5 separate regions of the Mus musculus genome follow, and regions 1, 3, 4 and 5 are each linked to region 2. A link is a contact called in public HiChIP or PLAC-seq and promoter capture Hi-C data. All regions are on one chromosome and are shown on one strand. Each heading gives the region's core, a stretch centred on a gene start, on an enhancer-like site or on the middle of the called end of the contact. The rest is flanking DNA. Distances are from core to core; before and after follow the strand shown.

Region 1 (2,700 bases), core at 22-2,521, 2.3 Mb after region 2:
GGATTCTAATAGCAGGGAAGTAACGCCTCAGCTGCGGGGTAGATGAATATGCCAACAAGAGTGAGTGCAAGCAGGCAAAAAGCAAAAGCTTCCTTCTTCCATGTCTTTTTATGTGGGCTGCCATCAGATGTGGCTCATATTTAGGGTGGCTCTTCCCACCTCGAATGCTCCAGGTTTAGGATGGTCTTTATAGTGGTTTGCATGAGAATGTCTTCCATAAACACATATATTTGAATGTCTTATCCCCATGGTTTTAGAAGGGTTAGGTGGTGTGGCCTTGTTGGCGCCAAGACCAAGGCCAGGCCAAGATTCTCTCTCTCTCTCTCTCTCTCTCTCTCTGCCTGTTGCCTGTGCATGAGGTTATAAGCTTCCAGATACTGTACGGAAGCCCCTAATTGGTTCCTTTTATAAGTTGCCTTGGTCATGGTGGGTTTTTGGGTTTTTTTTGTTTTTTTGTTTTTTGCTTATTATGTACGAGTGCTCTGTGTGCATGCATGCCTGCATACTAGAAGGGGACATCAGATCCCAGGGTAAATGGTTGTGAGCCACCATGTATTTGCTGGAAATTGAACTTAGAGCCTCTGGAAGAGCAGCCAGTGACCTTAACTACTGAGACATCTCTCCAGCCCCAGGTTCTCACAGTAACAGAACAATATCTTAGTCGTCCCAAATCCAGTCAAGATAAATCTCTCTCAGGCGAGCCCAGCTGCTTGGCTTTTAGGTAATTCTAAATCACGTTGACAACCAACCAAGGCTGGCTATTACAGAGAGAAAGGAAGGGCTACCTTCCTTGCTCGGCCGAGGCTGACAGACCCTGGAGTCAGTGGTATAGCTTCAGTGTGAGGAGGAAGCAAAAGACATCCAGATCTGGGCTAGAAAAGGTGTTGCTGTTGAGTTGTAGTTCTTCAGATGCTCTGGATGGTAACCTTGATCACCAGAGTGTCTCTGACCCACCAGCTCCTGAATGACACGGACTTTTATTATTTATGAAAGCTTAGGCACTATGACTTAGACTATTTCCCAACTAGCTCATATAACCTAATCAACCCGTTTATTTTAGTCCGTGTGTGCCTCGAGGCCTGCTACCTCTCACTCAGCCCTGGTATGTACGATTTCCTCCATGCCTGGCTGGCTGGCGAATCTCCCGCCTCTCAATTCTTCCTCAGAGTTCCTATCTCGACCGGAAGTCCCGCCTTTCCTCTCCTGCCCACCTACTGACACCAGATCTTTATTAAACCAATCAGAAGGCAAGGGGAGTGACTGTTTACAAACTGCTAAAGCGGGTGATGATCCAATACAGATAACAGTACCAAAGTCCAGCCTGTGCCCAGCTCTCTGCCAGTACAGCAACTGGCACTTAAATAATAGACACCCTTTACACGGTGCACAAAAAGGAAATCCCAACATCTCCCCCTTTTAGTCCAATAAAAGGATTTTCTCTAACAGCAATAAGCTATATACAATAAGAACAATTATGAGAGCGGGGCAGTGGTGGCGCACGCCTTTAATCCCAGCACTCGGGAGGCAGAGGCAGGCGGATTTCTGAGTTCAAGGCCAGCCTGGTCTATAGAGTGAGTTCCAGGACAACCAGGGCTATACAGAGAAATCTTGTCTCAAAGAATAAAAAAAAAAAAACAAAAAAACAAAACAAACGGAGCTAGAGAAAGTACCAAAGAAGCTAAAGGGATCTGCAACCCTATAGGTGGAACAACATTATGAACTAACCAGTACCCCGGAGCTCTTGACTCTAGCTGCATATGCATCAAAAGATGGCCTAGTCGGCCATCACTGGAAAGAGAGGCCCATTGGACACGCAAACTTTATATGCCCCAGTACAGGGGAACGCCAGGGCCATAAAAGGGGAGTGGGTGGGTAGGGGAGAGGGGGTGGGTGGCTATGGGGGACTTTTGGTATAGCATTGCAAATGTAAATGAGCGAAATACCTAATAAAAAATGGAAAAAAAAATCCAGGAAATTCATATAAGAGAAAGATATGATACCTGTTCTTCTAAAAAAAAAAAAACAAAACAAAACAAAACAAACAAAAAAAAAACCAATTATGAGAACTATCAGGTAAGAATTACGTTCCCATTGTCTAGTCCATCTGTATTGGTAGCCTTGGAGAAAGTACGCCACTCCCTATCCAACCCTGGCAAGCCCCGAGTTCAGAACCTAAATTGCTTCTTTTTGTTGTTGTTGTTGTTGTTGTTGTTATTTTCAGAGACAGGGTTTCTCTGTGCGGTCCTGGCTGTCCTGGAACTCACTCTGTAGAACAGGCTGGCCTCGGACTCAGAAATCCACCTGCCTCTGCCTCCCAAGTGCTGGGATTACAGGCATGTGCCACCACTGCCCCACCTCCTAAATTGCTTTTTATCATTTCTTATATTACAAACCAAAAAAAAAAAAATCTTTTTACACCTGAAAATATTTTCTTAAATCCTAATCAACTTCAGGTTAATTGTGAGACTCTAAGTAACTAGTCTTCAGCCCCATCAGAGACCTGAGAAAGAAAACATTGCCCAAGTACAGGAAATGCAGAGCAAGCAGCTTCCAAAACTGTAGAAATGATGGAGACCGCTGGCTGCTTGGACAGGAACCCAAGCTTGCTCTGTGATGGTGGGGCTGGGGCACCCATCTTCAGCCTACAGGCCCAGAATATCTGACAGATTTTTCTGAGAAGCAGGATTATGAAGGACTGGC
Region 2 (2,700 bases), core at 6-2,505:
GTGCGCCCGGCCCCACTTCCTGCCAGAGGGGGCACCCAAGCCCGCCTTGGGGGCAGGAAACCTGGTGCGAGTCGCAGGAAGAAAAAAACCCCTTCCTCTCTCCATGAAAACCAAAGCGGGGGGGGGGGCAGAAACGGGGAGTCGAAGGGACTAGTTCTAACAGAACCCAGCAAAGCAGAGGAACCAGTTTGTGGGGGCGGAGGGCAGGCCTGGCCCTGGAGGTTGAAGAGGCGCGGGGCAGGGCCAAAGGTGTGTGTGGGGGTGGGGGGTGAAACCCCGAAACCCAGGCCCTCGCGATCCGGCCTCGTCCACGCACAGTACTACTCTGGGAAAGGCGGAGGAGAGGCCAGAGAGGAATCTCGGGTCGCCGGGCCCCTCCCCCGCACTTCTAGAACTTCCCTGGCTGAGGGGGGCGCGCGCCCACCTCCCGCCGCTGCGCAGCGCGCGCCCCTCCCTGAGGCCGGGCTCGCCGAGCGCGAGGTGCACGGGCGCCGCTGGGTGCACAAGCGGCGCTCGTCGCAGTCGCGCGCCCCCTCCCCCTCCGCGCGCCGTTCCCCGGGGTCTCCGCACCCCACGGTCGCAACCCGGGCACCCTCAACCTGGGGACCGGAGGACGCGGCGCCCCGCGGACACCCACCCCGGCCCCGCCGCCTGCGAGCACAGTGCGGCCTCCCCTTTCCCGCGGCCCGCGCAAGCCCGGGGCCTGGGAATAAAGCGGGCAGCGCGCGCCGCAGGCCCCCCGGGCGCGCCGCGGACACTCACCGCGAGCTCCGCAGGCCGCCGGCGGGGCGCGCTCGGGGCTGCCGGGTGCGGCGTGGCTGGGCTCAGGGCACCGGCCTGGGCTCTGCCGCCACCGCCGCCGGTCGCAAATGCGGATCTGAAACCGGGAGAGGGCAGAGGCGCTGAGACCGCTGCGTGCGCGCCGCCCGGGCCCCCGCCGGGGATGTGTGTCACATCCGAGCTGGGGCGAGGGAACACTGACGGATCCCGCTCCCCTGGAGGATGGCGAGGGGCAGGAAGCTGGGCACGGCCCGTGCGCGGCCTCAATAAATAATAATGTGATTAGATTCTAGACCTACAGGAAAAAAAGAAGCCACCCGAGCGGCGGCGAACTCACGCCTTCTTGGAGCCGCGCCAACACCAGAAATAGCCCCGACTCGGAGTCCCAATTAGAGGAGCGCAGCCCCGGCTCAGGGGAGCTTAAAAAGAGCGACCCAGGGGCAGGGGGGACGGGCCCGCCCGCGCCAGCCGTGTCACCGGGGGGCGGGGCCATGCAAATGAGCCCGGGGATTTAAAAGGGCGGCCGCCCGCCAGCTGCCGCCGCCGCGCGCGGGTAGCTCGCCACTGTGCGCGCGGTTTCCGCGGGCACGCGCGCCGACGGCCCTCGTTTCTCACAGTTCCCGAGCAGCCTGGCGTTGGAGGAACCGGTGACGGCGGCCCTGCTGTTTAAGTGGGGACCCGGGGACACACCTACAGGAGCCCCCCCGTGGACTCCGGCCTCGCGGGGAGGCGCGCGCTGACGCCTGTGCCCTCGGACGTCCACGCGTACCCTAAGGAGCTTCTCGCGGCCCGGACGCCGCCCCCCCCCCCCAGCCCATGTCGAGGGCCTCTCCTTAATTCCCCTCTGCCACCAAGCAGGTGACGGCGTGTGCGTCTCCGGAGGCCTCCAGGCGCGTAAAAAACAAAGTCTTGTGAAACCCAAACGTGAAACTTGGCCAACGCCAACGGTTTAAATCTAGTAACGGCCGCCACCCAGGTGCAGGCTTCAAAGGAGCCGAGCGATTGGCCGCCTCGCCGGGACATCGCGGGGAGGAGCCACGGGTGGCCAGCTGCTTGGTGTTGAGGAAGCACGAGGTCCCTCTGGTGTGATTCCCCGCCCCCGTGACTTACGACTTAAGACAAGGGGCGCCTGGAAGCCCCTTGAGGGCAGGGGTTCGAGTTTCCCGCCTCTGGGCGCCTGGGTCAACAAAAGACTTGTTGCTGGGCCGGAGGAAGCCTAAGTGGGAAGATGGCGGGCGGTGGGGCGCGCCCTGCAGGCCGGGCGCGGGCCCTTGGACGCACCTCCCCACCTCGGTTCCCCGAGTCGGCCTTTCCACACCTCTCGTGATGCAGGGAATCGTAATTCGGGCCCAGTGACACACGACTGTGACTCATAACTCTGTTCCCCTTCCTCCGCGGTCAGCCCTCTCCTCGGGGGGCGCGCGGGCGGTGGAAGGGTACGCGGGGGCCCAGCGTGCGCCCGGCTGGAGGCGGGGTGGGAGCCTTGGGGAGGCGGGCCTCCCAGTTTCAGGAATGCCTCAGGAATGTTTCCGGTGGGGGGTGGGGAGCGCGGCGGGCCCGGCTACCCCCCACCCCCCACCCCCGGGCCGTAGGATGGCGCCCTGGGCGCAGGGCAGCACGTGCTCGGTGGGGGTGGGGCGCAGCGGTCAGGCGCGGGAGGCCACGGCAGGCCGCGGGTCCCGGACCAAGGTCCAGGTGACCCTCAGTTCCAGGGGTGCCCCTGGAGAAGGAGGAAGTCATGGAGGGGCGTTCCCAACGGGTGGAGGGGAGCCTAGGGCGCCGGGGCAGTCTGGGGGAGGAGCGGCTGCCCCTTTGTGTGCAACCGCCGTGGGGGCGGGGCGGGGTGGAAGCGCGCCGCGCCCTCCATCTTTGTGCCCCGCGAGCCGAGTTGGCTGGAGGGGCTCGAAGTTGCTGCGAGCT
Region 3 (2,856 bases), core at 279-2,778, 2.5 Mb after region 2:
CGAAAACAGTCGGTACCTCCCGGCGCAGCTCTGAGTCTTAGGCCCACTTTAGGACCAGTTTGGGTTTTCCGCTGATGGGTGGGCCAGATCTATTTGCTACTCGGGGCAAGCTGCGTCAAGGCTCCTAATACTTTTCTCCCCGAGTTCATCCTGCCTACCCCACGCAGGCCATCAGTCGGCACCTCGCGGAGCTTAGTTGCATTGCATCGGATGGGGAGGCGCGGCTCGAGAGCTTCTCTGGAACGTTCTGAGTACCGGACACCGCCCCGGCGCGTGGCGCGTTGATGCCTCGAGAGACCGCTGCAAGCGGTACTCAGCAGAGGCTTGCAGCAGCTAGGCACAGGGTTCCCTGGGTGACCGTGTGCACTTTAGCCAGTGTTAGCCAACGGCGAGTGTCGCTGAAGAGCAGGCGCAGTAGCACGGTCCACGCCAATGAGCCAAGGGGATAACCAGAGGCGGGGACCTCCTGCAAACTGGGATACTTTTTTCAAACGCCACATGCATAAGCATTAGAGTTTTAAAAACACATTTCCTTATCGCTTCGAATAGGAAAAGTGTTAGTGGACTATGCTACGATACATTTATGGTCTTAAACCTGTTTTCAAAGTGCAAAGTCCCCACCCGAGTTCCCGCGCGCTTCAAGACGCCCCGCTGAGGCGGTGATTTCTTCTCACGCATCCGTCAACATAGTCTCAGCCAATCACAGCCAGCACGCTGATCCTATTGGCTGTCGGTTGGCCAATCGGAAAAGACGCATGATCCGCAAGGGCGCGAGGTTGCCGTCACAACACGCCCCACGTTGCGGGCCCGCCCCTGTACATCGTGCGGGCGCGCGCACGTAACGCCTGCTGACCAATGGCAGCCTAGCTGGTTGGGCGCGCCCGCAGAAAAGCTGGACGTGCTCGTCTTTTTTGCGGGACGTTCGCCCCTCCCCGCTCCGGCGCCGACTTCAGGTCCCCGGCGGCCGCCGTAGCCGGAACTGTTTAGAGCGCGGCGTCCCGGGTGTGGGAGGGCGAGTGGCGGCTGCACCGGTGCCGTCAGCCCTGTTAGCCGCGCGCCAGTCCACGGAGAGGTCTTGCGAAGGGGAACAGTGCTTGGTGACCGCGCCTGACACCTGACCACCAGCCCGGCGTCGCGGCTTCGCCGCAGCCGGAGCTGCCGGGCCCGGTCGGTTCTGCGGAGGCCCGGGATCCGGGAGCCAGGCTGCCGGGAAGCGTGGATGAAAAAGGTGACCGTAGGCTGCACTTGGGAGCCTTCGGGATCCGCGGAGGGGCCGCGGTATTCGTGGGCTGCGCCGCGTGCAGCCAGCGGTCAGCTCCTCAGGAAGGTGCGAGCTTCTCCCACCCGAAATGGGACAAAGGGTGTGGAGCCGGGACGAGGCCCACAGTGCCCGCGCCTCCCACGGTCAGGAAGTGACGGGTTTCGGTGACGGACTCCTATGGAGTCCACCGCCTCTGGGGAACGACCGGAATGTGCCTGGGGACAGGGCCCAGCGCGCCGGCGAGTGGGTCCTGTTGGATTGATGCATTTTGCTTGGTGCTGTTGGCAGTGCTGGTTCTGGGAATGGGTTTCGCTCCCTAGCACAATGACAGGGTTTTGGGAACCGTGGTGAGGGGGTTAAAAGTGAATAGGTTCGAAGTCTTGTGCCATAAAATCATTTAGCGTGGGGTTGTGTCTTGTGTGGTTCTGTGCCAGGGTTTTCTTAAGGTAGTATTTGAAAGATCAGTGCCAAACAGGAAAATTGCACACCGTTTTTGGCAGCACCATTTTATGGTGTTACTTCGAGTTTTACATCTCTGTCTTTACCTTCAGTCTGTTTCTTTGTTATCATTGGTACCTTGCTCTGTCTGCTTTTCTTTTTAAGTGGAATGTTTTCAACAGTTATGTTGGACCTAGCGTCTGCTAAAGAACGGAGTGTTTCTCTGTCCTGCTTCATCATGTACACAGCCTGTCTTAAGATGTTGGAATGTACCTGAACTTTAGTTTATTCTGAGTATAATTTCTCCTAGCTACAGATAATTATTATTTTGCTTATCGATATCTTATGACAGTGGTAGAAGTTAAAGCAAGAATTTTGTTGTTTCCAGAATTGTTTACATAGTTCAGTTCCTATTCTTAAGATCCGACTGGAACATAACAGTGTTTGCTGTCACTTTTCCGGTGTTCTCTAACCTGTTCTATGCAACAGGCTTTGTTGAATGAGAGGTGTAGTCGGGCCATCTCCCTCCTGGGAAGGTTTCCGGAGTGCAGAGTCTCTCTCTTGCATGCCAGCTTTGGAGGGAGCGGCAGTTTTGGCCTATGGAGCACTAGGGGCTCGGAGGGCAGCGCGGGCCGTTGCAATAGGCAGGTGCGCGGCTTGATCGCGCGTGGCTCGGGAGCAGAGGGGAGGCACGGGCAGTGCGGGGAGCGAGGCGGGATCAAGCTGGGGGCCATGAGCTGCGGCTCCTTGGGTTAGGTGGTGGCGGGACGGCGGTACTGCGGGACCCAAAGCGCAGAGGCCAGGTCATGCTGCCGTGCCTTCCGTGGCTCCGGGCTGTGTTGGTCTACCTGGGTTAGGGGCATCCAAGGGCGGGGCGGGGTCCCGGTCCGGTCGGGCTCAGCACTCTGTGGGCCCTCGGGCGGGCGGCGGGCGGCGGGCGGCGCTGGAACAAACAACGGCCGCCATGTTGGGAGGCCGGCGGTAAACTTCTGCCTGCCGCCCGCCTCACCGCTCCTCGTCTCTCTCGCCGCAGGATGACAGTGAAGTTGGGCGACGCCGGCAGCGGGGAGGAAGGGCTCAAGAAGCTGGGCAAGCGGACGGCCGATGAGGAGTCGCTGGACGGAGAGGGGCCCGGCGGCGCGGACGCGGCGGACAGC
Region 4 (2,700 bases), core at 6-2,505, 2.4 Mb after region 2:
AGGATCCTCCTGCCTCAGTTTCATAAGTGTTGAGATGACAAGCATACCCTACCACTTCTGTCAAGTTTTTAAGTTCTCATGTGGGAATGAAGAGCAGAAGAGAAAAAAAAAAAAAAAAAGATGGCAGCAGAAGCAGGAAGCAGGCTGATATCTAAGTCTACAGCAAGGCTGGTTTACATAGCCAGTTCTAGGCCTGCCAGAGCTAAATAGGGGGACTGTGTTTCAAAACAAAAAAACCAAAGCCTACTTGATGATGAAAGGGGAGGTGAGAAAATTGAGTTCATTAGACTTTACCAAATGTATTTTCCATTTGTTAGTTTTTAAAATAGCTTCAACTGATGTTGCACACATATAGGTAATTACACTTCAGCAGTTAGTCTGTCTCGGAAAGCGAATGAACTGCAGGTAACACCTCCACCAGATGAACGCTGGAAACATGATTAGGCTGTATGAACACATCATAACTCAAGAGCATAAGGTGCACCCAAAACCTTTTCTAGGAACCTCAAAAGTTCTATGGACGTAATCACTGGGCATTGGTGTTCGGCAAAGATCAGATTTCAAGCCTCCAACTTTGTGCTGTGTTCTTGTGTCTCAGCGCCAAGAGCGCCATCCAAGTCCTTTAAGCAACGAGGACATGCGCAGAACCAGTTCAGAAATCGTCAAATTCAACAACGAAAGGACGGCTGCCTAGTCCCTTCCTCAGCACGCACCCTGTTACGTTCTAGCCCCGTAGAGGGCCGGAGCTTCAAGCTCCTCCGGAGGACCTTCCGGCTCCTCCTCGTCCTCCTCTTCCAACACCTGCCTCAACCACAGGTCCATGCCGCTCTCCTCCCTCTGGTAGCACCATACAACCAGAGCCACGAGTGTGAGGGTGAGCGGCAGCACTTTCCACCAGGGCCGCTGCTGCGGCTTCCCCAGGGAATGCTCCACGGTCCAGCGGATCGGGGTGGCTTTGCTGCCGGAAAATTGGATCGGGAGGTTGGGGTCGTCGTCCTCCTCTTCCCTGTCTGCAGGCTGAGCTGGAGACCGGCCACGGGGCGGCGGATGCAAACTTCGCGAAGCCCAGCCCACGAGCCGCAGAGCCCGGACCGCTCTGGAAGAGAGACAGCAGTAAGCGTCCCGGAGCCACGGCCACCTCCCACCCTCACGCACCGGCACCTCACGGCTCTCACCCCGCAGCCCGTGAGCACAGGACACTGTTCATAGCGACCTCGACTCGCACGCTGAGGCGCACCGCGCTTTCGTCACTTCCGTCGCACAAAACCGGAAGCCGAACTTCACATCCAATTTCACGACTACAAAACGTGGGTCCAGCGGCGCAACGGAAATGATGCATTTCCTCTCGCTAGCTCTTCCGTCTCCGGCCTCGCCCTGATCACTATCTGGACGACTTACGGGTTTGTGTCGTTCTGGGTCCTTCCATTGAGACCTGATCCGGCGCGGCGGATTGAAAGTGAAGCAGACTCGGTTCTCCGAAGAGCTTGGCCCGAGGCTGTTTAGTGTGATGCCCAAGGACTTGAGAACCCGTGGCATCTGCTGGCTTCTTTCCAGGACCATCGTCCGGGAGGGACTTGGTCCCTGTTCTCCATGAGCGCATCTTCCAGTCTTAGCGCTCCATCCGAGCTCTCAGGCACGGAGGCGGGAAACCCTCGCGCCTTAAACGCCTCCCGGCCTGGCCGTCCCTTTGAAAAGGCTTGTAGAAACATCACCTCCACCTAGACTATCCCAGGTCCCCAGAATCCATTTGCCTTCAGGAAGAATGGAAATGGCTCTGTGTAGACCATAGGCTGACCAGATCTCGGACAGCCTACAGGGAGGCGATTCTGAAATTACACTCCCATAGCTAACGTGCACCTGGCCTTTTGATCTGGAAGCTGATTGAAGCTCTGCATCGTCAGAATCAGCCAGGCAACCTTGTAATCCCAATACTGTGGAGGCAGATAGAAGAGAATCACTGGTCCCAAGTACTACACAGCTTAACATCAACCCAATTTAAAATACAAAAAAAAAAAAAAAAAAAAGAGGATCAGCCCTAAAGGTGTCTGTCTTCTTAGTACCTGTGCTGTGTAGAAGCTAGAGTGAGTTATATTACACCTGGTCTTACCGCAGGGCTCAATAATGATTATCACTCCGATTTTATTCTTGATCTGTAAACCAGTGACATGAATAAAAACAAAAAAACACCTCTTCCTCTATCTCATGGGGCTGTGAGTTCCTTTCTGGGCAAGCAGAGTCCCCATGATTTATTTTGCTCAGGAGGGTGTCTGAGGGCACCACAGCATGCATGACAAGGGAGAAGTTAGGCAGGAAAAGGACCCTTCAGCCTTTGGCTGTTAGTGATGTAGATATTCCTGCTAGAGTGAGGGCCAGTCTTACACAGCACTCCAAGAAGGTAGAGGGTGCCCTCACTAGGCAGCATAGAGGGGAGACACACAACTCACAGTGCAGCAACCTGGCTCCTGAAGACATGAAGTTCAGCTACAAAAACCCAGCCCAACTGTCCTGTCTTCACTTGAAACTCCTCTGCTGGGGGACTGGACTTGAACTTCTCCCCATGCAGGGAAATAGGGGTCTGATATCAATTGGATCCAGAAGCTTGGGGGGGAAATTTACACCTGTTGCAACTGCAGGATTTGGGAGCAGCCTGCAAACTCACTTGCCTTGTTCCCTGCAGGTGGTTTTGCCCGCTCTTTGCTC
Region 5 (2,839 bases), core at 324-2,823, 2.8 Mb after region 2:
GGCTAGCCTGAAACTATGTAATCCAGGCTGACCTCAAATTTCAGGCAATCCTTCTGCCTGAGCCTCCTATCCCCTGGCATTACAAATGAACCACCACACCTAGATAACATTTTCACTTACAGACAAGACAATGGAAGCCAGTGCTGCAGACACACAATACAGTACGTGGCCAAGAGAAAACTCCCAGAAGTCGGATAGTGGCCTCCCTTTACCCTTAGACAAGCTCCACACAGTAGGGCTCCTAACTGCCAGTGTAACCACTTGGTCCTCTTTCTCAAGTGGGCATCTCTGCTAGTCAACAGTCTTGGATACCATGGATATCAGCTCCGGTCTTAGGAACAGACTGGCCCTAGAGGACAGTCTTCCAAGCCAAATAGGGAACCCCAGAAAACAGCAGCTGGGAAGAAAGGTTTCAACCTGTCCCCAAAAGATCACATGAGTGGAAGGGGTAAGGATGGTTGCAAAACTGAATTACATAACTGTTTGAAAGACTTAAAAATGGGAACCTGCAGGGTACTGAATCATCGGTCACCCACCACTTGAGGACAGACACCCTGGAGTCTGAACTGTTCTTTCAACCTGTATCAGGAACTGGAGAGGAAGCAAAACTGAGTGAGTGTCTAGCTTGCCAGGGTAGCCTGAGGGCAACTGGAGTGTTGTAGCCAAAAAGAATTCAAGGGAGGTCTCTTCCCAGCAACCCTGTATTACAACAACTGGCTTATAGAGGTGCCCATTGTCACAGCCCTGCCCTCTAGAGGACTGACATCTAACAAACAGATCCTGCCCCTGGAACGCCAGTGCCATAGTTTTTACCAAATTAGTCCAGATCAGCAGAACCCAGCAAGAAGGGAGCCAAGCAACGTCTCTCACAGTACTGGTCAAACTTCATTTATGCTGGCAAGAACCCATTGACAACCAACGCAGAGGACGGAGAGACATCTGGGACAGCACATTCCGGATTGAACAGCAAGTGCAGAGCTTGTCCGCTCATCCAAGCAAATCAGGGGTTGCAGGCGGGGGGGTGGGGTGGGCGAGGGGGTACATTGTCAGGGCAAATTCCAACACTGACCTTGGACCACATACCACCATCATTCCGCTCTAAAGTTCAGACCACTCTGACACCATCCGGTGGCATCACCCTTACGCATCTGGCCCAGAGAATCCCCCAGAGAGATCTACATTTGAAGTTCAAGGCCTGTCCCCCTCGAGAACAGAGTCTACCGGAATGTCCCTTCTCCTCTCAAGTCCTCCTGCTCCAGAATGCCCTGGCCACCCAGCTCCCCTCCTCCAAGTTCTTTTTTCCCAGGCTCGCTTCTCCTCGGCAACCACACTAGCCCAGTCCCGGTTCGGGAACTCCACAGCTCCCCAGGAGGCAATGTATGCTTTAATGCCACGGGGTGTACCTGGCTCGAAGTGATTCTGGAAAACCTCGCCTCCGAAGAAGCTGCAGAACGACATGGTCGCGACGGGACAGGCAAAAGCTCCCAGCCAGGTCCGGGTAAAACCCTAAGATCTGGACTCAAACCCGACCCAGTCCCAATAACCAATCACTTTCCGATTCGCCATAAGCCCCGCCCCTAGAGGGGACCAGTCACTCTTGGATTCCCCACGGCCGCCTCCTAGCAGCCCCGCCCTCAAGGAGTCTCTCCTCCCATAGGCCCTAAACCCCACCCATCCAGCCAAGTTTACCCAGAGATCACGTCCTTACTTCCGCCTCTAGAAGGCCCCGCCCAGGGAGCCGCTCCCAGGAAGCTTAGCTGTTAAGATGAAGGCCAAACCTATGCTAAGCTCCAGTACAGCGGCTAGGCTATAAACATTGGTACTAGCCAATGGTAGCTACTACTAATACCATTGTGCAACTGGCGTGGAGGCGCATCTACCCAGCTGTATCTATAGCCCTCTTATCTGGCGCTAAACCTTGCGCCCGCGTCTGGGATCACCCAACCTCCGACCCAGGCTTAAGATCTACATCAAGCCTCCCAGGGAATGTGGAAGAGAGACAGACACACAGAGACAGACAGAGAGAGTTGCCTCAGGACTTTATTGAACAAAAAGGACCGGACAGATAGCAAGAGTGCTACATCCCAGGTGTGCTCCATTCCAGACATCTTACATGTTTCCCAAGGTCTCCGGCTTCTCTTTCTCCAGATGTTTCTTTTGGGGACCCTGGTTAAGGTGAGGAGACAAGATGAGAGTTAGTCAGGAGAGTCAGTCAAGAAATACTACCTACGGCCAGTGCCAGGGCCACCTAGGGCCTGCTCTACTGGTTTGCTAAAAAGGCCCCTTCTTCTAGTTCCTCTCTGGAACAAGTGGGACTAGCTCACCATGAAGGCCCTCTTCTCCTGCGCTGTCTGAAAACATCCGTGGCCAAACTTAGAAGTGGTGTCAATGAACTTGAGCTCAATATTCTCCAGGGCCCTGCGGCTGTGGTGCACCAGAAGGGACTGGGTATCCAAGAGAGAAGAGATGTCAAGGACAGAGGGCCCCGACTCCTCCTGTGACCTCCAGTTCACACCAAGGAGGACTCAGTCAATCCCTCGCTCTTGCCAGACCCCCTTCCTTTACTCTCCCACCACACAACCCACCACAGAGCACGCTAAAGGACAGAACAGGCCACTGGAGTCCACTCCCCAGCTTGCCAAGCAGCACTGACCTTTCTCAGAGTGATCACTCGCTTCTTGGTACCTGCAATGCAGCCCTTTAACATGATGAAGTCATTGTTCACTTCCCCATAGTGGGGGAAGCCACCCTACAGGGAGACAGACCACACCAAGCCAGGAACAGGGCAGCCAAGTTAGGAGGCTGTAGTGGGAGGGAGCCCTATGCGCAGACCCCAGGG

Evidence for each region. Promoter capture Hi-C pulls out the DNA fragments that hold promoters and counts their contacts. HiChIP or PLAC-seq counts read pairs in DNA pulled down with a chosen protein or histone mark.
Region 1: a contact with region 2 is called in a promoter capture Hi-C map of liver, with 4 times the contacts expected there. The contact joins the enhancer-like site here to the promoter of Hmga1 in region 2. A contact is called at or near these places in 2 of 39 promoter capture datasets (both in liver).
Region 3: a promoter capture Hi-C map of pre-B cells shows a contact between it and region 2, with 2.2 times the contacts expected there. The contact joins the promoter of Cramp1l here to the promoter of Hmga1 in region 2. A contact is called at or near these places in 1 of 39 promoter capture datasets (pre-B cells) and 2 of 9 other capture datasets (adipose tissue and liver).
Region 4: an H3K27ac HiChIP or PLAC-seq map of regulatory T cell precursor shows a contact between it and region 2, with 11 times the contacts expected there. The contact joins the promoter of BC003965 here to the promoter of Hmga1 in region 2. A contact is called at or near these places in 1 of 39 promoter capture datasets (pre-B cells) and 1 of 115 datasets of contacts at active chromatin or transcription factors (regulatory T cell precursor).
Region 5: a promoter capture Hi-C map of pre-B cells shows a contact between it and region 2, with 5 times the contacts expected there. The contact joins the promoter of Msrb1 here to the promoter of Hmga1 in region 2. A contact is called at or near these places in 2 of 39 promoter capture datasets (neutrophils and pre-B cells).

What each region holds. Positions count from the first base shown.
Region 1 is chr17:25,280,817-25,283,516 of GRCm38.p6, reverse strand. No RefSeq gene overlaps it. Among named protein-coding and RNA genes, the nearest start is that of Gm17801, 8.0 kb to the right of the region's middle. Within about 2 kb of position 1,271, at least 63 of the 459 cell types and tissues checked have an H3K27ac peak or open chromatin away from gene starts, as enhancers often do. A contact at or near this core is called in liver, where this site is marked.
Region 2 is chr17:27,555,129-27,557,828 of GRCm38.p6, reverse strand. It overlaps Hmga1 (high mobility group AT-hook 1), which reads right to left and starts at 1,255. Exons shown (of 5, transcript NM_001025427.3): 1 at 1,118-1,255.
Region 3 is chr17:25,013,902-25,016,757 of GRCm38.p6, reverse strand. It overlaps Cramp1l (cramped chromatin regulator homolog 1), which reads left to right and starts at 1,528. Exons shown (of 21, transcript NM_020608.3): 1 at 1,528-1,631; 2 at 2,733-2,856. The coding sequence starts at 2,734. It overlaps Ift140 (intraflagellar transport 140), which reads right to left and starts at 672. Exons shown (of 30, transcript NM_134126.3): 1 at 1-672.
Region 4 is chr17:25,183,116-25,185,815 of GRCm38.p6, reverse strand. BC003965 (cDNA sequence BC003965) reads right to left here and starts at 1,255. Exons shown (of 2, transcript NM_183150.2): 1 at 1,176-1,255; 2 at 1-1,096. The coding sequence starts at 1,207. The coding sequence ends at 718.
Region 5 is chr17:24,735,327-24,738,165 of GRCm38.p6, reverse strand. Msrb1 (methionine sulfoxide reductase B1) reads right to left here and starts at 1,573. Exons shown (of 5, transcript NM_013759.3): 1 at 1,404-1,573. The coding sequence starts at 1,458. Rpl3l (ribosomal protein L3-like) reads right to left here. Exons shown (of 10, transcript NM_001163945.2): 8 at 2,654-2,749; 9 at 2,325-2,444; 10 at 2,023-2,166. The coding sequence ends at 2,110.